7 separate regions of the Mus musculus genome follow, and regions 2, 3, 4, 5, 6 and 7 are each linked to region 1. Evidence: chromatin contacts called from public Hi-C and promoter capture Hi-C data. All regions are on one chromosome and are shown on one strand. The core of a region is the stretch at or near the end of the contact, and the rest is flanking DNA. Distances in the headings are between cores, read along the strand shown. Region 1 holds the start of 1110020A21Rik (RIKEN cDNA 1110020A21 gene). Region 2 holds the start of Calm2 (calmodulin 2). Region 3 holds the start of Msh2 (mutS homolog 2). Region 4 holds the start of Mcfd2 (multiple coagulation factor deficiency 2). Region 5 holds the start of Socs5 (suppressor of cytokine signaling 5). Region 6 holds the start of Rhoq (ras homolog family member Q). Region 7 holds the start of Cript (cysteine-rich PDZ-binding protein).

The links. Promoter capture Hi-C pulls out the DNA fragments that hold promoters and counts their contacts. Hi-C and Micro-C count contacts between places; a contact is called where the count stands out from the background. Capture Hi-C pulls out chosen DNA fragments and counts their contacts.
Region 2: a promoter capture Hi-C map of pre-B cells shows a contact between it and region 1. The contact joins the promoter of Calm2 here to the promoter of 1110020A21Rik in region 1. A contact is called at or near these places in 3 of 39 promoter capture datasets (cranial neural crest, liver and pre-B cells) and 1 of 115 datasets of contacts at active chromatin or transcription factors (astrocytes).
Region 3: a promoter capture Hi-C map of adipose tissue shows a contact between it and region 1, with 4 times the contacts expected there. The contact joins the promoter of Msh2 here to the promoter of 1110020A21Rik in region 1. A contact is called at or near these places in 2 of 39 promoter capture datasets (embryonic stem cells and pre-B cells) and 1 of 9 other capture datasets (adipose tissue).
Region 4: a contact with region 1 is called in a promoter capture Hi-C map of liver, with 3 times the contacts expected there. The contact joins the promoter of Mcfd2 here to the promoter of 1110020A21Rik in region 1. A contact is called at or near these places in 4 of 39 promoter capture datasets (the C10 cell line, embryonic stem cells, liver and 1 more) and 1 of 9 other capture datasets (liver).
Region 5: a contact with region 1 is called in a promoter capture Hi-C map of pre-B cells, with 5 times the contacts expected there. The contact joins the promoter of Socs5 here to the promoter of 1110020A21Rik in region 1. A contact is called at or near these places in 4 of 39 promoter capture datasets (embryonic stem cells, hippocampal neurons, liver and 1 more) and 1 of 115 datasets of contacts at active chromatin or transcription factors (astrocytes).
Region 6: a promoter capture Hi-C map of pre-B cells shows a contact between it and region 1, with 3 times the contacts expected there. The contact joins the promoter of Rhoq here to the promoter of 1110020A21Rik in region 1. A contact is called at or near these places in 3 of 39 promoter capture datasets (3T3-L1-derived adipocytes, embryonic stem cells and pre-B cells), 1 of 115 datasets of contacts at active chromatin or transcription factors (embryonic forebrain) and 1 of 9 other capture datasets (adipose tissue).
Region 7: a contact with region 1 is called in a Hi-C map of muscle stem cells, with 9 times the contacts expected there. The contact joins the promoter of Cript here to the promoter of 1110020A21Rik in region 1. A contact is called at or near these places in 1 of 39 promoter capture datasets (pre-B cells), 1 of 484 Hi-C or Micro-C datasets (muscle stem cells), 1 of 115 datasets of contacts at active chromatin or transcription factors (astrocytes) and 1 of 9 other capture datasets (adipose tissue).

Annotation. Positions count from the first base shown.
Region 1 is chr17:84,955,928-84,959,608 of GRCm38.p6, forward strand. It overlaps 1110020A21Rik (RIKEN cDNA 1110020A21 gene), which reads right to left and starts at 1,496. Exons shown (of 4, transcript NR_027929.1): 1 at 1,273-1,496. It overlaps Ppm1b (protein phosphatase 1B, magnesium dependent, beta isoform), which reads left to right and starts at 2,074. Exons shown (of 6, transcript NM_001159496.1): 1 at 2,074-2,467.
Region 2 is chr17:87,444,764-87,448,681 of GRCm38.p6, forward strand. It overlaps Calm2 (calmodulin 2), which reads right to left and starts at 2,172. Exons shown (of 6, transcript NM_007589.5): 1 at 2,030-2,172. The coding sequence starts at 2,032.
Region 3 is chr17:87,670,758-87,674,274 of GRCm38.p6, forward strand. Msh2 (mutS homolog 2) reads left to right here and starts at 1,775. Exons shown (of 16, transcript NM_008628.3): 1 at 1,775-2,049. The coding sequence starts at 1,839.
Region 4 is chr17:87,263,846-87,267,424 of GRCm38.p6, forward strand. Mcfd2 (multiple coagulation factor deficiency 2) reads right to left here and starts at 2,102. Exons shown (of 4, transcript NM_139295.3): 1 at 1,990-2,102.
Region 5 is chr17:87,105,748-87,109,457 of GRCm38.p6, forward strand. It overlaps Socs5 (suppressor of cytokine signaling 5), which reads left to right and starts at 1,932. Exons shown (of 3, transcript NM_019654.2): 1 at 1,932-2,300. Gm30510 (a long non-coding RNA gene) reads right to left here and starts at 1,600. Exons shown (of 2, transcript XR_877091.1): 1 at 1,511-1,600.
Region 6 is chr17:86,961,466-86,964,944 of GRCm38.p6, forward strand. It overlaps Rhoq (ras homolog family member Q), which reads left to right and starts at 1,646. Exons shown (of 5, transcript NM_145491.2): 1 at 1,646-2,282; 2 at 2,835-2,893. The coding sequence starts at 2,141. LOC115488765 (hapless 2-like) reads left to right here. Exons shown (of 3, transcript XM_030250169.1): 3 at 1,408-2,081. The coding sequence ends at 2,081.
Region 7 is chr17:87,023,928-87,027,859 of GRCm38.p6, forward strand. Cript (cysteine-rich PDZ-binding protein) reads left to right here and starts at 1,634. Exons shown (of 5, transcript NM_019936.3): 1 at 1,634-1,748; 2 at 3,772-3,837. The coding sequence starts at 1,733. It overlaps Pigf (phosphatidylinositol glycan anchor biosynthesis, class F), which reads right to left and starts at 1,474. Exons shown (of 6, transcript NM_008838.1): 1 at 1,371-1,474.

The DNA of each region.
Region 1 (3,681 bases), core at 246-2,745:
ACAACTTGACACAAGCTAGAGACATCTGAGAGGAGACAAACTTTCATTCCTAAGAGCTGGCTGTGGGCTAGCCTGTAGAACATTTTCTTAAGTAGTGATTGATGGGGGTGGTGGGGGTGGGTGGGGGCAGCCCATTGTGTGCGATGCCATCCTGAGCTGGTGGTCCTGGATTCTATAAGTGGGCTGAGCGGGCCATGTGAACAAGCTAGTAACCTCTCCATCAACTCTTATCTGCAGGTTTGAGTTCTTGTTCGGCTTCCTTCAGTGATGGGCTACAGTGTAAGTCCAATAAACCCTTTTCTACTCAAGTTGCTTTTTGGTTGCCATGGTGTTTCATGGTCCCAATAGAAACCTTAAGACAGAGTTCTTAAACTTGAAGTTCCAGAGAAATCTGAATTGCAACCAAATGTTTATTTCCGCCAGTTTCACTTTGGAAATTGCTTCAGAAATATGTCCTTCTTTTCAAAGCTGAATTTGCACTCCCTTAGGTCGGTCTAAACCTAAGTTGTCCCAACTAACTTATACCTAAGTATGAATAAGATCGAAAACGTCTTTCAAAGACTTGAGCGAGTTTAAAAACTCTTCAGGTGAGCGCTTAAGTGCCCCATTACACTTTGATCTGGAAGAATTAACCTGGTTCACTTTCTAGCTCAATGTGGTTACTAGATGACCGTTTTCTCCCGGCCTTTGTGAAGCCTTCCGAGTAATCATACCCAGAGGGAGACTCCTTTATGTCATCATTACCCTTTGCAGACGTTCAATGATTACCTACCATTCCCAGTCTGGGACTGCCTGCCTTACTTTTGTATCTCCAGTTCTACCTACCACGCTTAGCAAAATGCAGGTGCTCTTTAAGAGAGGAATGACCTAGTGAATGTCAAGAGCCTAGACAGGAGTTTTAAAAATCAGACTCAGAAACAAAACACGGAACTGCCAAGGGCTGGAAGGCAGGAGGTCGAGGTAAATAAGAAGAACGAACAATCTGAACCATTGCAAAATCATCCCGAAGGGATCTCCTGTCCCATTTTCTCAAGTGGCTTTTCAGCCTTCTCAACTTCCCGCCCACTCTCCCCTGCTGGAGACAGGTCATGCAGGTATCCCAACAATGAGGCTCTGATTGGTCAGAGATGATTTCATTGTTAGGGAACATCCGGGCTCTTTCCCTCCCTGCATCACCTCCCCAGAGCCCTACGCGCCCAGTTTTGCACTCTCGCGTGCGCCCCACCCGTAGTTGAAGCAAAACAACGCCTCTCTCCAGGCCCTTTCTCGAACCTTTCTGAGCTCTTCCTTCACAGCTCTATGCCAAAGAGAGGCGGCCACTTCTTCCAATGAGGGTCTAGGGGCACTTCTCTGGCCAATCAGAAGCCGGCTCTCTCCACTCCGGGTGGGACCAATTTCCACCTATAACTGGACTGCCCGTTGGTTTCTTTATGGTGTTCGTTCTCCGCGAAGTGTAGAGGTCAGAACTGCAGGGTCCGCAGACTCGGGGCTTGGCCATCTACGAATACTAGCCAATCCCTTTTAGGATACTTTTGCGCGTTCATTTAAAAAAAGCCGAAGTGACGGACTTGGAAATTGGTTTCTTGACGGACAAGTAGAGGAAGCCAATAGTCGGAGGATCAGGCCGCCATTTGAACCAATCAGAAAAGGATATCGGTCTTCGAGTTGGGGCGTAATTTGACTGACGGAGGACTCTACCTATGGCTACTAGGGTGGGCAGGTCGGTGACGTCAGGAGTTAGGGCAAGGCGGAGGTGGGGCTGAATAAAGTAAATGGTAATGAAGGGTTGGGCCTCACTGGTGGGCGGTGTGTGATGGATAGTTGACCTTGCCAATTAAGGTGGGCACTGACGCCCAATGAGAAATTAAAGACTCAGAGGCGGGGCCGTGTGGGCGGGGAAAGAGAAGCACAGAAGATACTAGGGGCCAGGTTGGGCGGGAGAACGTAGATTGACAGGCTTCTCAGCAAACCGAGGGCAGCGGTGACACACGCGGCGTCCCAATGGGTGCCCTTGGGGGGCGGAGCCCGAGGAGGGGCGGGGAAAGACGGCGGTGCGGGGAGGGGAGGGGGGTTGCAGAAGGAGCGGAGCGGCCGCTGCTCAATGGCGGAAAAGCCGCTGGTGCTCTGACCGCCTGGTCCCCCCTGGCAGTTGCGGGGGAGTTTCCTGCCGGCGCGGCTGGAGTCTCTGTTTCTCCGTGTCCGGTGGCTGGAAGATGCTCCAGAGAGATCAGGCTGCGGCGGAGGAGGTGGCGGCGGCCGAGTCGGCAGCGGCTCTGGGTTGGAGAGAAGGCGGCGGCGGCGGTGTGAGGGGCCGGACGGTGTAAACAGCTCGGGCGGCGGCGGTGGCCGAGCCCCCGAGGGCGAAGCGGCGGCGGAGGCGGTGTCGCGTCTCGGGAGAAAGCCGGGGGCCGCGGGCGGCTGTGCGGCGGGCGAGCCCGCGAGACCTCCCTTTCTACCTTCGCCCCAGGTAAGGCCGCTTTGCGCCCAGCCGAGTGGGGGAACGGCCGTCCGTCCGTCCAGCCTGCTCTCGGAGCACCGGGCTAGGCCCAGGGCCTGGGCTGCCGCCGCCGCCTCCGCTTGCGCGCGAGGCTTCGCGGGGCGCGGCGCGGCGAGGGAGTAGTTTGCCGGGGCGCGTGGAAGTCCGCTGCTTCCCCTCGCGCCGCGGCGTGCAGGCAGCGCCCATGGGCGCGCGGGCCACCCCAAGGCCGCGGCTCACCCAGTCCTGCCCGCCGCTCCGGAAAACACCTTTCGGTGTGGCTCTCTCTCCCGGTCGCTTTCTGCCCTCCCCTGCGCTCCGCTCTCCTTTCTTGTGAAATCTTTCTGGTTTTTCTGTCTGTGCCTCTCCGGGCCTCCTTCCCCCTCCTGTGCTTTAAACCGTTTGTCTTGCTCCTCTTAGCCAGACTCGGGGGTTCGTGTCTGTGTGTTGCCCACCAACCACGGTCCGAAAATTTCGGGTGTCGTGCTTAACAATGGGCTTCTTAAATGAAATTACTATGAACTCCATCTCAAGTTTACATGAATTCCATTAAGAATAGACTGGACAGTATTATGTGATCGGTCATTACTTTTTATCTTTAAAAGCCTTTAAGGAAAGAAAGTATCATTAAGCATAGCTGAAAAGAACCCTGAAATAAACTTATATAAATGAAGGGCTTGGTGAATGTTAGAGCCATTTCTTCATTTTTTAAAAAAGTTGCATGACCTCTAATACCAGTTTTAGCACCTCTAGGACGTTTGCCCATCTTATTTGGCAAAAAATTGCCTCTTAAGGATTTGATAGCTGCCCAAATTCATCAGTATTCAAGCGCTTCTAAAAACAACTTGGAAACTTAAAAACAACTAAGAAGTTGTTTTGGTAAGTCACACAGAACTTTTAAAATAGGCCCCACATGTTTAATGTATCAAAATAAAACTGGCAGGAGTCTTATAAAGGGATTATTAGGGAATTTGGGTTGTCTTCATGTTATGCGGCTATTTTGGGAAAAACATTCTTTTTCTGTTAACAAACGTTTATAGCTCCTGTGATGTGAGAGTTAACTGAAGCTTACTGTGGGATTAGCACAGGAACTCTTTATGTTGAGCCTACTGCCTGGATGGAGAAGTGGTAGGTTGTCCAGTGAAGAGGGTATAAGTCACAGTGTGTTCTGCGCGATGGCCCCTACATGTTCATAGATACTACTT
Region 2 (3,918 bases), core at 922-3,421, 2.5 Mb after region 1:
ATCTGAGGCAAAAAAGAAACCAGGGGAGAACAAAACTTCATCGAAATCAGGGCCTTGACTGAAAGTCTCAACTCTAGCTTAGCTACAAGTTTCTATGTTATAATGCAGCCAAAGCAAATCCCTATCTTTGAGCCTAATAAAAACCTTCAGCTTAATGGACTGACTTAGACACACTCGAGACATTTTCTACTGTTTACATCCTGTGTCACCCAGCCATCAACAGCACATTCCTTTCAATACATGACATCCCAATAAAAATACAATGACTGCATGCAAATCCAAGGGCTTTGTAATCAGTTCTATATACATAGGTACCTAACAGAACAATTTTTTTCTCTTTAACGAAGTCCTCAGAATCTAAAGTCTTAAATATTATGAAGTTACTAGAATAGTTGTCGATGTAGCAACGATACATTTAAATATAAAACTTACTGGGGAGAACCACTGTTAAGATATAAATTCTAATTTTCCAGTAAAGATTTAAATCCTATGCTAACTAAAAAAATAATAAGTTACTATACAACTTGGAGTGTCAATTACTGCCTATAATTTACATCGTGTTTCCCCTTACAAAGAACAAATTCAGTCAGCATATTAAAATTCATTAGTTAAAAAATATATATCAAAAAGAATTCACCAAAGTTAAATGAAGGCTAGCTCTCTCAAGGTGAACACTCCCCACACCCAAGCAGGCTGGAGGTTTCAGTTGGCAGGGATTCCCAACTACTGTTTAAGATGTCACCTTGCCTCCTGGACACACCCATTGCTGTAACCATTTGGCAAGGGAGTAAAATAAGTATTGCAAATTATCGTCCTCATTAATTTTTTTAAAACAGAAAACACGAAGAGGGACTTATTTTTCAAAGCTCTTTCTAAAATCTCCTGCTCTCTTTTACACTCTTTAAGTGTACAGTTACTGACGGCCATTATTGCATAGGTGAACTGTCCGTAAGAACTAAGATCAGATGGCAACTTCCACTCTGAAACGCAAGTCGTTTTCAAGGAACTCTGCGTGTGGTAGAGGTGAACAGGAGTGCACCTGAGCACTCAAGAATTTAGCGACCCGCCCCTTAATTGCTACTTCCACTAGCTCATGGGGGCCGAAAAACGCCTTTGAGACCCTAACTGAGGTCGGTTGCTTTCCCTTTACGAGCTCTATTTTTTTTTTTTTTGAGAAAGCGCCCGACTTCCAGCAAAAGCTTGTATTCTTCAACGATTTAAAAAAAGAAAAAAAAATTAATCATCCAGTCTGGGTAGCGGAAGCCAGCACCAGATGGAGTGAACAAGCAGCAGCAGCAGCAGCCCTGCGCGGAGGGGGAGGGGGGACTGCTGGGGTCCCCTCCCCCGCCCATCCCCGCAGCGCCGCGGGCCGCCCAGACCTCCGCAGTCCTGCAGGTGCCAGCGCAGCAGCTGGGGCGCGAGCCGAGCCGAGCCGCGTAGGGCGGCGGCTCGGGGCCCCGCGCGCTCACCCCACCCGACCCCCGCGGCGGGGGTCCCCGCACGGGCTGGACCCACGGGGCGCGCCCCCGGCCCGGCCCGGCCCGGCCTCGCGGGGATGCGGGCTAACGGCGCCCGCTCGCCTCGGGGCCCCGCGCTCCTCCCCACCCCACCCCCCGCGCATGGCGGCCGGGCGGACAAAGGCGCTTCCTGGCGCCCGCGCTCGCTCGGCGGTGGCCGTTGGCGGTTTGAATCCGGCCCCCGGGGCTGACCTTTGGCGCCGCCTCGGCCGCAGCCCCTCCTGCTCTGCTCTCTCGACCGAGCCCACGGCCCCGCACCCCAGATCCATCCTCCCCCGGCCAAGCCCCGCAGCGGTCCCCCGACTCATCTAAAAGGGAACCCAAGAGGACAGGGGTGGGGGACACCTGCGACACAAGTGTCGCGGGGGGCCTCCTGGCTTTTTTTTTTTTTTTTTTTTGGTGCCGTCCCTCTGGCGAGGACAGTTCTGAGAGGGGAGGTCCCCTCTTTAGTCAATCCGCTTCAGCATCTTTCCCCGACCCGCGGGGCGCCGGCCGCTCAGCTACGCACTCACCATGCTGCAAGGGCTACGGGTTTCCGAGACGCGACCAGACAACCGCTCGACTCGCTCGCTCCACTCGGACTAATTCTCCTCCTCCGCCCCCAGCTCCTCATAAACACCTCCCTCCGCCTCCCTCCGCCAGATCCCTCCGCCTCATCCAGATAACGGAACCTAGCGAACGAGTCCCGGCCAGCCCCCGCCCCCTCCCCCCCCCCAACTCTCCGGGAGACCCCCTTTCTCCGCAGTCACTGGGCAGACACGCAAGAGAGAAAGGGGAGCAGGGGGACGGATGACGTAAGTGGGTTCCACTCCCAGGCAAGCCGTTAAAAGGCCGGGGGAACCGCGCCTGGCAGGAGCTACTTTGCGGCGCGGAGGAGCACCGCGGTGGCGGTCGACCAGGCGAACCTCGTTGAGCTTGCTGCTGATTGGCTGATTTGTACCTGCAATGCGTCACTTTCTCTCGCAGCCGGAACGCGGTTGCGGCTTCTGCCGTTGCTTGCTCGCGCCGCGCTGTCCTGGCAACTGCGCCAGGCGGCAGCGTGGCTCTCTCTGCGCTCGGCTGGAGGACCTTCTTCCACCCGTCCTGCCTGCCACAGACACACGCACACACTCACCTTCCCGCCCCGTATGGAGGTGCTGCTGACAAAAACAACACGGGCCAAAACAAAAAATAAATAAAACTGAAGGACACCCCCCCCCCCCAGTAAACACCCACCCAGCGCGCCCAGCTTCTCAGCGTTGCTGCATAGGGAGGCCGGTCGTTTTTCATTACACGGTGCCGAACCCATGCAGCTCAGCTGACAAGCTAATCAAAAAAGGGGCTTCCGTTTATGCCTACCCTTCGCTTCTCTTTCCTAGCAGTAATTTATCAGAAAGCTACTCAAACCCACTGTATCCGAGAGTGTGTGCTGTCGGTCTCCCCAAGGAGCCCCTCTGAAATTAGAAGCCCAAAGTAGACAACCAGAAAAGGATGATGGGGGTTAGAGAGGAAAATAAGGATTCCATCCTCAAAATACAGTGCCCAGAGAAGATTGATGGAACAGCCACGGCCCAGAGAGAATTAGGAAGATGGCGAAGGCAGAAAGAACTTCCCAGTTGAAAAAGCACCACCATGCAAACCCTCAAACCGTGGAGAGCAATCACTTTGTAAAAAGCAAGGCAAGATGAAACCTCAACTTCAGAAAGAAGCCTGCCTTCAGGATAGTTTCCCCGTTCAGCAAGAACATTTCGGTGCTAACAGCTATATGCACCCACTCGGAGAGTCCATTTTAACCTCCTTTACCTAAGTTAGACATCCCTCACACCTTTAAACATATCTTTTAATGAAGCCAGAGCTGGGCCCTCTTTCAGTCATGGAAACCAGACATTAAGCGGCCTTCTAATTAGCACTAACAAAGCTGACACCCTTTCGAACGAATGCCCACTCGATGGGAATACCAAACCAAACCAAACCTCAGATTTCTGTTTCTATTATCCTTGCCAATGTGGTGCCCTGATAATACTGAAAGGGAGGAGAGCTAATTAACCTTACCCCACAAATGAGATAAATATCATTATTTGGGAATATTACTTTAAAATGGGCACCTCCAGCCAAGAATCTGACGCCACCGTTCCGTTCCAGTGCACTACATTCTGGTAAATTCAAAGTTTTTCCAAGATATACCTCAGAAATTTGTCTGTGACTCCTCCTCAGATCTTCAGATGGAAGACCTACTAATTTTTTTTTTTGTCTTTCCGCTGACTCAGTAAAAATATTCTCTCCTTACACAGTACCCCATTAGCATGCGGTGATTTTACATATGAAATTTTTAATGGTGGGAAATTGAATGACAAAATGAATAATCACCTCTTCAAGGGAAGGAATTTTTAAGAGGATTGGTGCAGAATGTATGATAAGTACG
Region 3 (3,517 bases), core at 525-3,024, 2.7 Mb after region 1:
ACTGTTCTTGTTAATTGGAGTATGACAACCCAGAATATAAATATATGTATATGTATATAGCTTAAAAGCTCACCCCAAGAAAAGTTCAGTGCTACAATGGGATCCTGAATACCCAGGGTAGTTACTGGTCAAGTAATAAAGCTGTCCTATTGGCTTAAACCTGTGGGCAAGTTGTTTTCTCTGGTGGATACCACACAATAGGTCCAGGCACGGAATCCAGGGCATCGGGCTTGGTACACATACCTTCACCCAGAGCCATCTCAGTGGCCGTCGAGAAACTGTATAGAAACAGAACAAAGAAAGTTTTAAATCAAGGCCGTAGAAACTAAGGGGTCTGTACAAAGATTATATTTGATAATCACAAGGTTGTTAAGGTAAACACAGAGGTGGGCAATAGTAGCTCTTTAGGGGACTACAATTAGCTCAAGATAATTTGGCTCAGGGCTTGCAATATTTCAGCTCCCTACAATCACATCTTAATCAGTTAATTAGCCCTTAAGAATGTTTATAACCCTGCAGTTTTTCCTGTCGGTTTACACCTCTTAGTCTCCATCTTTCTGTGTGTTTGTTTATCTACTTCTAAAACAGTGTGCAGTCTGCATCCATTCACTAGCACGGAAGAAAAACCAGATGCAACCTCTCTACCTCCCCCGCCTCCACCCTTTTCTTTATTGAGACAGGGTCTTGCTACACAGAAATCCAAAGCAGGATGTTTATTTATTTAGAACTCCAAAGCAGGTTATTTATTTATTTATTTATTTATTTAGGATGCAGTCTCTGGTAGCCCAAATTGACCTCCAGCTGCGTAGCCAAGGATAATACTGTACTGTGTTTCTTGCCAGACCCACTTTTAACTTTTGGCCCTTCTGACCTCCTGAGAGCTGGGGTTTCAAGTGTGTGTCACCCTACTCGTTTCCACATTTAATATATATATTTTTTCTTTAAATTAATAAGTGTCTGCACCTGACCTCCTCCACCCACACCGAGGATCTGGAGTTACCAGTTATGATGAGCTACACTAGTGATGGGGACTGAACTCAAGGTAGGCGACTATGAAAACATTAGGAAGTTAGGAAACTGCTGAGCCCCCAATCTGTCCTTTATTTGTTTATTTATTTATTTATTTATTTACCAGACAAGGTGCTGAGCCCCCATCTGTCCTTTATTTATTTATTTACCAGACAAGGTTTCTCTGTGTAGTCCTGACTTCCCTGGAACTCGATTGGTAGACCTGGCTGGCCTCAGAGGCCCCCCCGAGTGCTTGGATTAAGGGCATGCGCCACCACGCTCGGCTTGCCAAGTGTCTATTGGATGAATTCGTCAACCGATGGGCGAAATGCAAAACTGGGTCAGCAAGAGGTTGTGCAGAATATACCTGAAATTTTACCTATGGCAGTTTGCACTGCAAGTGTATAACGCACACTCAAGGCTGGGTGGGGGAAAAAAGATAGTTCTTTGTTTACAAGTTCTTTGTGATTTCACTCTTACGTTTCCGGTCACTTGATAAAACAAATTCCTAGCTGACCCCGCCTAGCACACCTACCCACCCACCAGGCGGACTTGAAAGCGCAGCCTCTGGAAGGCCTGCAAGGCTGCAGAAGTCGGACGCATGCGCAGTAGCTAGAGTCCTAGAGTTCGCGGGAAGCTGGGACCTTGCTCGCTTATGATTGGCTACTGCGGTAGACTCCCACCCACCGGGGCGCAGCGCTGCATGGTGATTGGGCGAGCCCACAGAGGCCGGACGAGGTTTAGGGGGCGAGGTTGGGGAGGCGGGAAACGACGCGGCCAGCGCAGGGTCGCTCTGTGCTCTAGTGGTGTTGGTGTGGAGCGGCTCGGAAATGGCGGTGCAGCCTAAGGAGACGCTGCAGTTGGAAGGCGCGGCCGAGGCGGGCTTCGTGCGCTTCTTTGAGGGCATGCCGGAGAAGCCGAGCACCACGGTGCGCCTCTTCGACCGCGGCGACTTTTACACGGCGCACGGAGAGGACGCGCTGCTGGCGGCCCGCGAGGTGTTCAAGACCCAGGGCGTGATCAAGTACATGGGGCCGGCAGGTGAGGGCAGCCGCGGCGGCGGGGCCCGGGCCGGCTCGGGGCCGCGTTGCCGGAAACCTGGGCGCATGCAGCGGTGGGGCTGCGGCGGAGCGCCCCGCCCGAGAGCTGCCTCCCCGGGCCACGCGTTTAGCATCTTGTTTTGGTTCGCTTCCGCACAGTGCGCTGGGCGGCTGCACACCGCCGAGTCCAGGCTGTCCTCGGACGCCTCGAGTTCCAGCCTCCCAAGTTGATAGGATTAGAGTCTTGTGTCACCGTGGGTACCTCCAAATCAATAACAGCCCGCAGCCTAGGAGCGAGGAGTGGAGGGCGTTTTGAGAGCTTCCTTTAAGACACCCTCATTTGCCAATAGGCTGTGTTTTGTTTTGTTTTTTTTAAACCGTCTCGCTTGAGAACCTGGGATGGACCATTGCTGAAGGGCAGTATCGCCAAGTGGTCAGGACCTAGGATATGCCCTGGAGCTGAACTGCCCGGATTTCAGTTGTGGATCCCCTACTGTTTGCTGAGTGCGGTTGAGCTAGTTGGAAAGCTGTGCTTAGCTAGCTAGCTAGCTAGCTTTCTTTCTTTCTTTCTTTCTTTCTTTTTTTTTTCTGCCACCTTGGCTCTCACCACTCAGCATCATCTCTCCCTAAAAGGCTTCAGAACTCATTTGTGGCCTAGGAAGATTAATTTGATCACCATAATAACCTCTCCCCCACCCACCCCCGTTGCTTTTTCTTTCAATTACATTGAATGTCCATTATATCATACTTTGGAGTTGTGAGTTCTAATTTTTTTTTTTTTTTTGGTTTTTCGAGACAGGGCTTCTCTGTTATAGCTCTGGCTATCCTAGAACTCACTCTGTAGACCAGGCTGGCCTCGAACTCAGAAATCCACCTGCCTTCCAAGTGCTGGGATTAAAGACGTGCGCTACCACCGCCCAGCATGAGTTCTAATTCTTTATGCTGTTATATGCAAATGGATGTTACAGACATCGTATTTCTGCCTGGTCTGTGCTAGGTAATAGTCTGCTGCCTTCACAACCAGTTGAATTTGTTTTTGTTAGACAGCTATTCTTTATCTTGAGTTAAAGAGTGACACACACACACACACAAGAAATGTTGTGTCCATTAATAATGTTCTCTCACAATCTTCCCAGTCCTGACCTCTAGTTTTCCTTCTCTGGATATTCTGGGATGTAGCATGTAAATGAAGAGCTTCAAGGCTTATCTCTGTCATCAGCACTTCGTTCCTTTTGGTTGCTAAATAATTGTGTGGATTTCCCACATTTCATTTAGCTCCTTGTCCCTGGAGTTTGTTTTGGCTTGGTTTTTGGAGACACGGTCTCACTCTTTAGCCTTGGTTGACCTGGAACTCAGTAGGTTTACCAGGTTGTCACTTACACTGCCACTGCCTCCTGGGACTACAGGCTTTCACCACCTTGCCCAGCTGAGCTGTTACTGGAATCTACATTTCCTCGAATCTGTACCGG
Region 4 (3,579 bases), core at 852-3,351, 2.3 Mb after region 1:
TGGAGTCTTAGAAACTTGACTATCTTATGTTGACTACTTATATATTCTTGACTGAAAGGCTGTTGCTCATCCTTTGGAGAAGGTCATCTTCAACAGAATGAGCAACTCTGGGAGAGACACACACAGCAACGAAAGAGGAAAAGGATATTGCTAAGCTCAGCAGACCACCACCACTAACCCTGTCGGTATGATCAGTGGGGTATGATCGGCGGCGGCAAGCAGATCGTCTGGAAACCAGAGAGGGCTGTAGAAAACAATCAGGGCCTTAGCATGAGTCTGACAGGGCAATGCTGACCTGCCTCAGAGCCTTGACTCCAACAGGGCTCCTCTCACTGCTCCGGACGCCTCTGTTGCCACTGTGTCTGGTCATTCCTCCTAGGCCCGGTTCAGATGAGACGTAAAGACTCTTGTGGTTAACACCCCTTGCTTCCTTGTCTGTTTCTTCCTTCCTATCTTTCCTTCTCCTCTTTCCAAAGGTCAGGATCTGTGTTCTCTCATTTGTGAACTGAACAACGCTGAGCTGGCGTGGGACGTGGTCAGAATGGGGTGAGAAGAAACACAGTACTTAAGTCTCTATCTCAGAGGCCCTGGCCTAAGGCTGAGCTCTCCCTTTGCAGCACTCCTGCCCACCCTTCCTTCCCACTGGGCCATTATTCCTATCAGGGAGTGGGCTTTCCTCCTAGCAGCTGTTGGCAGCCTTCAGAGGCTCTTAGTTGGGAATTTACATTCAAAGCAATCACATTTGACAACACCCCAGACATCCTGTTACACGGAGCCAAGGCCAACTGACTAGTGCTTCCTAGTTGTAGTCATCTCCATGCTCTTGAAGTCCAAGTAACCAGCAAGTTTCTGGGTTACAGAAAGCCCCCACATGGGCTGAGGTTGAAAACTTGTCCTGAATAGGCTGGTGTTTAATAGTCTGGTCCATTTGTTCACTGGGGGATTCCAAAGGAATGCCATGCTACCCTTATAACTAACATTTAACTAAGAGCCTAGTTACATAGGGAGAGCAGAGCTGTGAAGGCTGTGAGAACAGTCAGACGCCTCTCGACAGCAAAACACAGGTCACTAAAGAGGCACTCCAGGGGTATCACACACACCCCCATCCACAGAAAGCATGAGAAGAAATATTTCAACCCAAAGCAAAGCACGCCCCTCCATATGGCAGTGAACACCTAAACATGACTTAAGTCCAATCCAGAATATTCAGATGAGGAGGGGCAGGTCTTGAGTAAAGTACAAAGACAGTGAGTGAGTCACAACAGGCATTGCAGGAAGGAAAGAAGAGCTTGGAAGGGCAATGAGAATCCACAGAAGGACCTGGGAATGGGGCAGGGTGGCTGAGCGTGTCTCTACCTCCCCTGTACTGGACACGTTGAGGAGGGTCAATCAATATTAAAGGAGCAGAAAAGAGAGCTGATTGCTAAGGCAAGGTGTCTGGAAAAGTGAGAGTTTTGAATAGGTTCAATGTATTTGATGAGTGTAGGTAAGAGTGACGCCCAGGCCTCTGGTTTGGGCATATGTGTGGATGGAGGTGCCATGTCCCAGAAAGGGAAAACGAGACAAACGAGCATCCCTTGTCTACCTAACCTCCTAGGCTCAAACTAGCCAACCCTGTCGAGACAACAGGACCTGTGGGTCTGCCCCGAGGAAGGTGGGGGAGCCAGAGGCAGATGGAGTAACGCCTGAGACCCGCGTGCTTCCAGGCCAGCCAGGGTCCGTGTCCAGCCCACACAGCTGGCCCTACAGCCTAGTACTGAGACTCCCAGCAATGGGGTGAGCGCAAACAACAGCGCGGTGCTCAGCCGGGCAGACACGTCTGGCCCCCGAAACCCTCTCGGAAGACAGGCTGCCTCCGTGGGCCACAGGTCCCGCTGCGCCCTGAAGGTCCGCATCCTCCACCCCGCCACCCGGGCCTCCCATTCTCGAGCCCCAGGCCGACCGACCTCTGCCCCGAGGGTCAGGCCTCCGGCCCGTGGGTTCGCTCACCCCGATAATCCCCGACGCAGTCGCGAAGCACTCCAACGTGAACCTTGCCAGCTGCCGTCCCTGGGACGCTTTTCTCCGCACGCCGGTCCCGCCCCTCGCCCAGCCGCGCACGCGCACAGCCTCCCGCCCGCCCACCAACGCTGCCGGCCCCGCCCCCTGTGCGACCCGATCCAGTGGATCCACGTGTCCCCTGTGGCTGGCGCGGCCAGACCCGCCTCCCGAGGGCGACACCCTACTGCTAGGGCCCTGGGGAGGCCAAGAGGCGAGCTGGTTGCTAGGCAAACCTGAGGCTCCGGAACGTGGCTCACCGTGGGTTGTGGGCTGCAGGATCCGGAGGAGGCGGACTCCGAAGCTGGCCAGCCTCACCTTCTCTATACTTTGACGGATATCCTTGCTTCCACTACAAACTGAGAGAGTAAAACCCCTAACTCCTGTCCCAGTGAGGCAGCCGGTACTTCTCGGGGATCCTGCGTTTCCAAGACTGACCTGCTTCCATTTTCTTTTTGCTCCATTCCCTGAGCCGCAGCCTCAAGATCCAGCTAGTAAAGTTCCTGAAATCGTCTGGTTTTGTTGTTTTCTTTGAGAGAAGACAATATATTTAAAAAAAAAAAAAAAAAAAAGGATCCTGCCCTTTGATATTAACAAAATTGTCTTTCAGTGAATGTGTATAGATACAGATAGATATATGAGCTTAGGACTGTACATTTTAAAATTCCTTCTCTCCTTTGTATCTTTGAAGATACATAATCGTATTTTTTTTAGATGCACCTACATCAAAGATGGAGAGAGATTATATCAAAGCCCACCCCCACCCCCTCTTCCTTGTAGCCTTGAAAATTGCCCAACAGCACCGTTTTTGTCTCTTTGTCCCACTTTCCAAGATTAAGATTTCAACATTATCCATAGGGAGAGAAAGCCTCTTTCAAGAGTCCCTAAGATATTGCATCTCATTCCATCTCATTCTGAAGGTTAGATTAATTTGGTCCAGTTCATTCTGGGTACCCTGTAGTTGACTGCATTGTACCTACGATCCTTTGTCCTGGGAGCTACAAATGCAGGCAGTTTATGAAGCTCAGTAAGTAGAGACTGGACCGAGGGTAGCCTGGAGCATTCTTCACCTCACACCTCCTAGACTTTTTGTTTTGTTGCTGATTTGGTGTTTTGATTTTTCGAGACAGGATCTCTCAGTGTAGCCCTGGCTGTTCTGGAACTTGCTCTGTAGACCGGGCTGCCCGCAGACTCAGATCCATCTGCTTCTGTCTCCCAAGTGCTGGGATTAAAGGTGTGTGCCACCACTGCCCTGCTCAGACTTTTTTCTAATAAGCACTTGCCACCAAGCCAGATACTCCACCTTCTCTGTGGATGCTAGCTTTTGTCATCTTTCTCTTTCTACTGGATCATTCTTACCTGCATAGATGCTTGCCCTCTGGTTCTTTCCTACAATGCTATTGAAATGGCCATCTCCATGCAAACCAGGTCTCTTCTGACTTGCTTATTCCTCGAAGTCAAACATGGCTCCCATTGTCTCCTTTGTTTGAATGCTGTGGAGGTGGGTTTGAGTTCTGCTATGCTCAAGCTATGCTCAGTGTG
Region 5 (3,710 bases), core at 682-3,181, 2.2 Mb after region 1:
TCACAACTCACTATAACCCCCCTCCATGACCTAAAGCTTCCCACTAGCCTCTCTGTCTTTTAAAGGGTACACCACCTTCATGCCAAGGACCAAGAGTAATTCATAGGCCTGTGAAGAACATCCCAGGTCCAAATTATAGCAGATAGGGAGATGCTGGAGCAGTAAGAAAGTGGAGAGAGGCTTGTTCTCTGGTTCCAAGAGCTCTGGAGAGAAAGCTAATGTGGTACTGTAAAACAATACAAGGAACAGAGGAGGAGAAGGCTTGGGGAAGTTCGGAAAGTATGGGTTCCAATGTGGAACTTACTCCAATAGACAAGTAGAGCGGCTAAAAGCTGCTTAGGAATGCAGATCTGGCCCTCACTGACCGGACGCCGGACGTCCATCCGTGATTCTATCTGAATGGCTAGATCATCTCCTGTGCACTGTGTGCCTTCCAAATAAGAGGGCTGAGGGCCAGAACCTGCTACTCTCAAGGAGTCAAAGAGAACAGACAGTTGAAAAATAACTGAGAAAGCAATCTGAGGGTGTACAATGTTAAGAAAGGTAGGGTGGGGCTGAAAAGAGTCTAAGAAAAGCCTTCAAGAAAAAGGTAGTCTGCCGGTCCCACTGCAAAGCATTAAAGACTAAAGGTGGTCAAAAATCTCAATATTCAGCAGGTTGAAGTAGGAGCACCATTACCTAGAAGACAGCTTGGGCTACATATTGCGTTCCAAATCATGCTAGGCTATACAGTGAGACTGTTTCAAACAAACCGGACTAAGGTGTGTGTGACCCTATGTGTATGCCGCTGATAGAAGGACCACTTTGGGGAGATACGCAGGGGGAACAGACTACTGTATTTGAATCATGAAGTAAACAAGTCTTTTTGTCTGAGCACCGGAAAGTAGTATGTCTAAGAAGTGGCCAGTTAGCTTACGAGTGGTAACCACGGTTCTACACTTGATCTTAGCCAAAAGGCCAAGAAGCGGTGGTAACCACGGTTCTAAAGGGGCAGCTGAGGAGTCTCGCGGGTATCACAACCCCCCATTCACTTCTCTGTCCTTGCTGTCATTTCCACGGCCGGGGCGATCCACATAAAATGCAAGCAAAGAGAGGAAGCGACAACACCCCTCCCCTCGTGTATGACTCATCTTCGTGGCAGCTGAGAGCCTGGATAGGAAGAGTTGAATTCAATGAGGTGCCCGGTTTCCCGTTGAATATTGGAATTCAGTGACTCGGATGGCTCCATGCTGAAGGGAGCTAGGGAGACTCATTCACATTTTTTTCCTACCCGGCACTCGCAACCTCCATTCAGCATTTTCCCCTTGGTCTCCCTAACGGAGCCCAAAGGAACAAAGCTACTCCCCACCCGCACCTCGGGTTGACCTTCCACCCGAGCGCCCACCCCTAGCCCGTTCCACGGCCACGTGACCCTCTCCAGCCTCCTAGCCTCCCGGGCCTCTCCCCCTCCCCTCCAGTCCGAGCCCGCTTGGCCCCGCCCACCCCGCCCACGTGTCAGCCTCTCTCCCACCTGACTGGCTCCTCCCTCTTCGGCCGAACCCGGCCGCTTGTCTCAGCTGCCCGACTCCAAAATGGCAGCCGCGCACAGCACGCACCAGCGCGGCCGGACCTCCTTAACTCGCCGGCCTCCCCTCTTTAGCTCCCAGCCTCCCTCCTCCGGCCTTCACCTACCCGCCTCTGGATTGGCCGCCGGGAGTCCCGCCCACCTGGAGCCCCGCCTGCCATTGGTCACGGTAGGCTGCCCTTCAGAGAGGCGTGGCCCAGCCCGCCCCCCACCCCGGGAGGTATTTTCCATTCCGGTGGGGGGCTGGGGGGGCGGGGGGAGGGGAGAGGGTGACGAGGGGGAGGCGGCCGGGAAGGGGTGGGGGCTGGCGGGGGCATCCGGCCGAGCTGGGGTCCCCGGGCTCCGTCCGGAGGAAGCGAGGCTGCGCCGCCGGCCCGGCAGGAGCGGAGGACGGGACGCGCGGGCGGTCGCGCTCGCCCTGTCGCTGACTGCGCTGCCCCGGCCCATCCTTGCCTGGCCGCAGGTGCCCTGGATGAGGCCGCCGCGCGTGTCCCGGCCGCTGAGTGTCCCCCGCGGTCGCCCGGCGCCTGCCCTCAAGCGGCCGCCTCTCCTTGCCCGGGTCCCCGTTTTCCCCCGGCGCAGTCCTCCTCCGGTGGGCGCCTCCGCACCTCGGCGCAGGCGGCACGGCCCTCGGGCCGGGATGGATCCGCCGGGAAGAGGAAGACAAGCCGGGGCGTTGAGCCCCTGCGCACGGTGCCGCCGCGCGTAGTGGGAGCTTACTCGCAGTAGGCTCTCGGTACGTCTCGGAGGAATTGCTTTTCGGTGGGAGTCGGGACACCTAAGGGGAAGAAGGGGTCGTCTGGGGCCGATAGGAGGGCATTCGTCATCGGGGTCGTGGTGGGTCGAGACTGGGTGGGGGAGGTCGTCGGTGCCCACTGCCAAGGGTAGAGGGGGTCCAGGCAGGTCACCTAAGAGCTCCATAGCTCCGACCTGAGGGTCCTCAAGGGCGACGATAAAAGGTCTACCGGGACGTGAAGGAAGGACCGGGGAGCGTGGATGCGGGAAAAGACTGGAGCATCTCTGGGGGGTTTAACCTGGGGTGGTTATTACAGGATGCGGAGGCGGCCGCAAGGAAGACCCCGCTCCAAGTCCTTGAGCTTTTAATAAATGGTTCTTTGGTGCTGGGACTTGGGCATTCGAGTAGCTGAAGCGGAGTGAGTTTGTGGAGAGGGAGTTGCATTGACAGAAGGATGCTGAGGAACAACGTGAATACCCTTGGTTTGGTTCTCAACTTTGAAGGCTATGGGGGTCAGCCACGAGCTTTTGGCATTTTTTTATTTTGGTGTTCCAAGCAAAAGGTGGCTGGCTGCTGGACTTCGTCAGTGATTCCTTATTTTAAATTGTATGTATATATTTGATGGGGTTGGGCAGTTACCAGTTCTCCTGGACATTCTTCCAACTACACCTTGACATTCTTACAGCAGCTTCTCATCTACACCGGAGGCCTGCTCCTTTCAAAGTTAACACTAGGCTAGACTGTCCTATTACGATTTACTGACATTTATCCTAGAAGACGATTAAGTCATGCTTGCTTTTAACTGTTTCTTTACAGGGCCGTGTAAAATTGAACTGCATGTTCTATAGAAGTTTAAAAATGGTTTCTCTTTAAGGAATGAAATGAAAAAGATGCTGGTGTTAGAAGGCTCTGCTAAAATGAGCTCGAGTGTTCTAACAGTTGGGAATTTAGTCAAATGCGTACTTTAATCTTAATAGTCTCTCGGATTCATAGTCCCTTTTTGAAATCGGCCTAGCAACGGAAGGAAGACACAGCAGGAAGCGGTGACTGTTGTCTGGAGTTCACCTTTGTGATTGTCCTGCAGGGATGTTACCTTTTTCATGTCTGTGGACTAGAAAGAGTAAGCTGAGAATTGCACAGCTAGTCTGTAGTCTCCTGTTAAACTCACACCTGTATTACTAATTTCATACATTTGTTGAGTTTCCTATGGCTTACAAAATGAAAACTCACTTGATTAGGGAGTCCTTAACATTTAGGGGGAAAAAAAATCTGAAGGCTACTTTGCTGGCTAATTAAAACATTTCTGCAAAAAAGTGCTAATATTTTTAATGGTTCTTCCCAGTTCTTGAAAAAGTAGTGGTTAATTATATATTTTTCTTCTTATTGTCCTTGAATTTTACCGTTTGTCCT
Region 6 (3,479 bases), core at 396-2,895, 2.0 Mb after region 1:
CACATGATTCATCCCACATCAGTCCCCAACTCGGAGTGTACTCTGAGAGTCTCAGAGCTTCTCACAAGCCATCCAGGACCCGGGGTCCCTGTAAGATGAGCTCACATTTTTTTTTTTTTTTAAAGCAGAAAACAGGCCTAGAGAAAGGCAGCCAGCCATGCTACTAACTTGTGGTGCTTGGACCAAGTTCAGCTTTCCGGCAGAGCTGGCTCCTACAGCTCTTTAACCTTTCCACATTTCCTCCTTTCAGAATACTAGTCTTCGCAAACACAGCCAGAGCTAATGGTGATGCAAGCAGCAAACCTTGCTCTCTTCTCCTTCACGGGAAAGTGTCAAGACCTGACTTCAAGATAGTGTGGTGCCTTTCCTAACCTTTCAGAATGTATGAAGTAACTTTCAGATTTATTAGTGTAGTCAATGCAAGTACCTCCACTCGAATGCAATGGACAGGGTATGGAGAGATGTTCCCCTACGTTCACAAGGAACGTTAAATACTATTTGAAATCTTCCTGGTCGAATTGAAATCAGGATTATGACTTGAAAACTGGCGTCCAGGGTTCGTGGAAGTGAAATGAGGGCATCACAGTAGGCATCTCCCCAGGTGGCCCTTGAACACCGGGAGTGACAGGGAACCTTTTGGTAACCACTTCACTGGTCCCAGTTTCCCCCACCTAAATCCCGGGGGCAAGGGTATGAGTGACCCACGCACCTCTCAACACAGCATTTTCTACCACTATGAATTGGTGAGAGGAAAGGACTTCCCTGTCAGCAAGCTTGGGGGTAGGCTGCGGTGTGGGGTCAGTCAGCGCAGAGTGAGCCTTCGAACCAAGACCGTACATTTAAAGCAGCACTCGGCCACACAACTAACTGGCCCTGGCCAGACAAGTGTTTCCGGACTTGCCAGACAGAGGCGCAGGGTTGGTCCTGAATCACTGGCCAAGTCTCAGAGCGCGAGGCTACATCATACCTCAGGGATCACAATTGAATACTTTTGGAGAGACGCTTGGAAGCGAAAGGAAGCCTCGGACGATGTCGCCTCCAGGGGGAGCACAAATAACATCTGTGGTCTCCTGACAAGGGCTCGCCCCTTTGTGGCTGGTTGGGGGTGCAATATGCTGCATCTCTTAGTCACCGATTTCATAGAAAATGACTCAAGCTCGTGCTGCGAAAAGCGTGGGGTAGTGATGCTGAGGAGCAAGCAATAAGCCAGAAGTCTCAGTTTTCCAGTTCCGAGACCCACCACCCTCCCAGCCTCCGCACACCTTTCTAATTATTGTTATTAATTATATTTATAACCCTCTTGGCCGCTGTTCCTGATTTCTAGTTGCGTGGAGCACTTGCAGGCCGACGAGATGGCTCCTGCCTTCCAGGCAGAATTTAAATATACACATCTGTATAATGTTGCAGAATTGCGTCACCGTGGAAGTCGTCGTGATTCCCCGAAAGGCCTTCACGTCTCCTCCGGGCACCGGGGCCTGCGGACGCTTCCGGGCTTTGGCCGCACTTTCGCGAGGAGCCCTGGGCTCCTTCCTAGCGGCTGCCCAAGAGCCCCTCCCCCAGCCCCCATCCTCCCGGATACAGGGCGCCTCCTCCTCGGCCTCCGCGCCCGACTCCCAGGGAGTCAAGCTTGGGTGAGCGGCAGGAGCGCACGGCGGGCGCGGGCGCGGGGCGCGCCGCACTCCGGAGCCGCCCGGACCGCCCTCCCCCACCCCCCTTCACCGGCCCAGGAGGGCGGGGGCCGGAGCGGCGCGGGGCGGGCAGAGCCGCCTGGCCCCTCCCCTCCGCCGCCCTCCCCAAAGTTGCCGACTCCCCTGGGGCCGGACGGTCTTATGATCCGGCGGATCCTCCTGGGGAGGCCGGGCCGGGGAGCGGGTTCGGGCGCCGAGCGGCGGGGCCAGCAGGCGGGCGCGGCGAGCCGGGCCAGGGCGGGGAGCGGGGCAGAGATCGAAGCGGCGGCGGCTGCGCCCCGGGCCCGCCGCACCTTCTCCTCCGGTCAGGGGAACCGCTGCATGGGGCCGGGAGGGCGGCCCTGCTGCGCCGAGCGGCGGCGACGGCGGACCCCCCAAGCGGGCTGGGGCTGAGCCCGGGGCCAGGGCGGGGGCTCCGGGGGGACCATGCCCCGAGGCCGGCCGGCCGCAGCATGGCTCACGGGCCCGGCGCGCTGATGCTGAAGTGCGTGGTGGTCGGCGACGGGGCGGTGGGCAAGACGTGCCTGCTCATGAGCTATGCCAACGACGCCTTCCCCGAGGAGTACGTGCCCACTGTCTTCGACCACTACGCAGGTACGCCTCTGCCCTGCTGACTAAGGGGCTGATCCCCGGCTGGGAACTTTGGAGCAACTTTGGCTGAGCCCCCTGGCTTGCCTCCCCTGAGCGTGCTCCCCTCCCCCGCCGTGCCCTCTGCCTGGCGGCTTCACCCCCCCCCCCAAGCTGTGCCTCTGGTCACCCCACCCCTCGCAGCAACTCCCACCCCATTCCTATCTCCCCCTTCGCCCCGTCTCCCACACTTTTCAGTCCCCTGAGCGCCCTTCTTGACCTTCCAGCTGCCTCTTCCCTTACTGCCCGAAACCCCTGTAGGGGAAACATCTGGGAACACTAGTAGACGTGGCTACAGGGTTTGGGGGGGGGGGGGAGTGGATGGCAGGGGCCACATTACACCTATATCTCATGCAACTTGGCAGTGAAGTGGACTCGGATAAAAGGGGAATGTTGTCTCCTGGGGAGCACCCACATGCTTCCCAGTATTTGGGAAAGGAGGTTACTGTGGGGAGCCAAAGTGCTAGATCTCAGATCACTGTGAGCTTCTCTCCCCACCCCCCACTTCTGTCCTTGCAGTCAGCGTCACCGTGGGGGGCAAGCAGTACCTCTTGGGACTCTATGACACAGCTGGACAGGTGAGTGTTTTGGCTTCTGGCCGGTTCCCTTACCCCCATCTCTCGCCAATTCTGTGTGGCTGTGGAGGGCCTTTGGAAACTGAGGTGTCTAGGTGGGAGGGTGTGTTTTGGGGGGGGGGGCTGCCTCAAGATCAGGTTGGTTTTTTTTTTCTTAAGTCAGCAAATTAAGGAAACAAACCCAAAAGAAAACGCAGACCAGCGTGAACCCCGCGATGTGAAAAGTTTTTGACTGTATGGGTCTTTACGTGTGTTGCCTGGTGAGTGGGTCCCAACTCCTGTTGCAAAGTGGCAGCAGCCAATGGTAAAGCGTTCTTATTTTTAGTTGCTGATGACCAGGTCTCCCCCTCGCAGCCTCTGTCTGGGCCCTCATTGGTGAGTGGTCTGCCTGCCCGAGGAGCCTGATTGGTGGGAAATGGCATCATCTAAGAGGCTGGGAAGGCGTTTGGTCCTGGTTGTGTTTATTACAACATCATTGCACTCTGGGACTCCAGTCCCTGAAAACGTAATTTGTGGTGTTACCAGAGGAGCACAGGGAAAAAGAAAAGAAACAACAACCGTCAGCCACTCCCTGGGGTTGGGGCGGCAG
Region 7 (3,932 bases), core at 384-2,883, 2.1 Mb after region 1:
ATTAAGAAAAACATGTAATGATTTTTTTTCCATTGTCCCAAGCACTTCAATACTCTAAATATAAACCATGTATTAATAATTTTCTATGGGCAACATATTTGTTTCAAAACACAGAACAAGCATATGCAGATTTTAATTGTTACTTTAGATTTCTCTAATATGGTATACATTATCTTTCAGAGCCTCAAAAAGAAAATTCCTGTAAAAATTTAAATATTTGTGACTGGTTTCTACAAAGGGGACATGTGCCAGACACCAGCAACTAATTTTACTTTTTTGGCGAAAATCACTGCAGTTCCCAAATGACAGCCAAGTATACACTTAGATATGCAAATGGTGGAGGACCATCTTAAGATGGTCATTATGCTACACTAAGGGCTCACACTGTCTGTACAGATGTTAAATAATGGTAATAGCAGAACGCGAGTGGGAGGAGAAACAATAGTTTCCAGTCTCTAAATACATATATTTGACCTAGAGAACAGTTTCTATGTTATACTGACTAAAGTTAATTAAGAACTTAAAAGTAACACATGTTACAATGTAGTAAAAATCGGGCCCAAAAAGTAACATCCACACCGCAGGGTGAGGAACTAGCAGGAAAGGTAAAAGCGCAAGTCTGGGCATGGTGCTATTAGCCCTCATTTCATTCACACTTATCGTTTTCAAAAGCAAATGATACTGATTAAGAAAACTGGATGAACAAGTTAGCAGATACGGCCAAGGTTACACACGCACAAGCCATTTCAAGCATCGCCTCTTTAAACAAGAAGAAATCCTCCAGGGTCGGGACAAGAACGCATAGCCGTGAAAAGACTTGGGGAAAGTTTCTCAGATTCTCCCTTCCACTGCGGGGTCAGGCAGGAAGCGCGATCAGAAATCCATCCTAGGCCACCGGCAAACACCCATCTAACACGGCGAGCGCGAGCGGTACCCAAACGCAAAGGTGACACCGGCGAGCGAGTCCCCGACCCAGGACACCACACCTGGGAAGCCGCCCTCGGGACTCGCGATCCCGTGAGAACGGGGTCGGAAGGCTTGGCTGCTCCCGAGCCCTCCTCCTGAGCAGCCTTTGCTCAGGTGCGGACCGCAGCTCCACCCCACCCAGGTGGCTCCGTCCCAGCCTCGGACGGCGCAGTGTGGGCAACTGGAGGTCGCCATCATAGAGAGAGCCCGTGCGGCCGACCCGGTGACCTGAGGTCGGAGTCCCCTGAGAGACTGTGATAGACGCCGGCATCTCAGAGGGTCGGTAGCGCAGGGCATCCTCTGGTCCGCCGGAAGCGTGGCGCCCTGGAAGTCACCGCAGCGGTCGGCGGTGCGACCTGCACCCGCCCCGGGCGAGTGTGAGAAGCAACCCGCCACCGGCTTACCTAACTCTCCCGCCCGCCGAAGGGAAGGGGGACACCACCGCCTCCCACCCTCAGGTGCTACAGGCTGGCATGGCCCCTGGCGCAGGCGCAGACCAGAAAGCGAGGGGGCGGGGGGAACTCACAAGCGCACAGCCAATCGTTGACGAGAAGGGGCGGGATAATGAGAGCAGCCCCGCCCATCAGCTCGCGTTTATCCCTCCCGCGACTTTCTAGGTACGGGATAGGCCGGAGCGGGAGGGCTGAGAGTCCGGAAGCGGGCTGACGTAGCCGGAAGAGGAAGTCGTCTCCGCTGGGGCGTTGTTGTGTTTGGGTTGCTGCTCCTGCTTTGCCGGCTGAGGGCACAGGGACACCCCCATGTAAGGATGGTGTGTGAAAAGTGTAAGTTCAGGGGCTGCTTCTGGGGGAGGTGGAGGGCTGAGAAGTTCTCTCGGGATTTCTCTGGTTTTCCCCTGCTGGTCTGTGGCGTAACCGGTGTCTTCCTACCCTGCCCCTCGGCCCTTCTTGCCTGTCCCGTAAGCATAGCCTTCCGCTCTGTGTTGAGAATGGCTTCAGTTCTGCGCCTCTTGTGTTTGTTTCTGTTGTCGTCCTCGCGCCCCTTCTGGGTCTCCTCCGTTACAACTTCTTGATTGGCTCTCGGAGGCTTAAATCGGATCTTCACGATCTTTCTGGTAGCATCAAGAGTTGACAGATGTCACAAGTATAAGTTCCAGGCTCTCGGTTACATCTTAAGATTATAAGCAATGGTTAATTTCCAGTATTATTAATATGTCCCGAATAATGTTTAAATCTTGACTTTCTGCTTTTCCTTACTACAAAACATGCCGCATTTAATACAGATTTTATTTATTTATTTATTTATTTTTGGTTTTTCGAGACAGGGTTTCTCTGTGTAGCCCTGGCTGTCCTGGAACTCACTCTGTAAACCAGGCTGGCCTCGAACTCAGAAATCCGCCTGCCTCTGCCTCCCCAGTGCTGGGATTAAAGGCGTGCACCACCACCGCCCGGCTAGATTTTATTTTAAAAATTACTTCAGTGGCTATCTGAAATTAAGTTAAATTGGATATTTTGAGCCATCCCGTCAATTCATTAATACTCACAGCTTTGGGTCAGGTGAAGGAGAGAGTCTCATCACCACCAAAGAAATCTTTAAGTAGTCACCCCTGGCTTTTAGAAAGGTCTTTTTAACCCTTTTAGTTACCATTCAGTAATTCCAATGAAACCCTTAAGATTTGTTGTAAATATTTAATTTTTTTTTTTTTGGTAGCTGCAAAAGCTGATGATTCGTTTAAAAACAACTTTCTTCTCTTGATCTCTTTCATGGGCTAGACAGCCTTCTCTGACAAGATTCAACCCACATCTCAGTTACTGGCGGATATACAGGACCCATTTTGTTCATAGCCCCTCAGTATGTAGAACTCTGGACACAGACACCCCTCCAGAGCTGTGCCATTCTTAAACGGTTTTTTATTCTTTTCGAAAGTGGGATAAATGGTTAATTAAATGTGGCTTAAATGTATTTAGATTGTGAAGCCGTCCTTTGTGCTGTGCCCTGAAAGGTCATTTCCTCTGCTCTTCTGAGAAATCTAAGGTCTTATTATCTGTAGCCTCTCAGTCTGTCTGCTCATTGCATGCACCCCGTAAGTAAACTGAGGTACTTGCATACAGAAGCTGTAATGTCAGCAGCCGCCTCAGTTCAGTCTTCCCTTGTATCACACATTATTCGAGAAAGTTACTTTTCTCCAATTTTTTAGAGTTACCTCTTAGAACTTGGCACGTACGTGTTCTCCAGTTGTGCATTTACTGAGTTCCAGGGAGTTTGGTTTCAGTGTGCTTTCTTTTCCTTGTTCTGTTAGGTGTTTGAGGACTGTTTGGCCTCAGCTGGCACATCCATACCACTGAGCATCCAGTGCTCTTCTCCACCCTGAACAGTGCCCTACTTAAACAGTACTAAGTAACTGTCCATTTGGAGCATATAAATACAATATATTTATCATTTTAAATTGCTTTGTTTTCATCAGAACCTTGCATGGTGCTTTGTACAGACTAGGTGATTAGAGAATGTGAGAGAGAGGAATGAATAAGTTTGTCAGAACTGCTTAAAGTATAATCAGTTAAAGCCTGTTACTAGAGCATCGTTTTGTCCTGTAAGTTTTATTTAGAACCAGTATCTGTTGCCCACTGTTACTATCTTAAGTTTTCATTCATTGGTTTCTACCCTGGCATTAGTAGGTTCCTCCTATAATCTGACTTCATATCGTTATGTACTTTAGGCGATACAATATATTTATCATTTTAAATTATTATTGTAAAGTTAGCAAAGAAATGGGTTTTGTTATTTTATTTCCACACAGTTTGCTTATTAGATGACAGCTGTTCTCTTTTGCTGTCTTGGCGACCACAGGTGAAAAGAAACTCGGCAGAGTTATCACTCCAGACACATGGAAAGATGGTGCCCGGAACACCACAGGTACTGTTTGCTGTTAGGAGACAGGAGCTGGGTCAAGCGCTGTGGCCCTGCTCTGGTGCGTCACATTTTGCACAGTGCAGTGTTAGATGCTGATT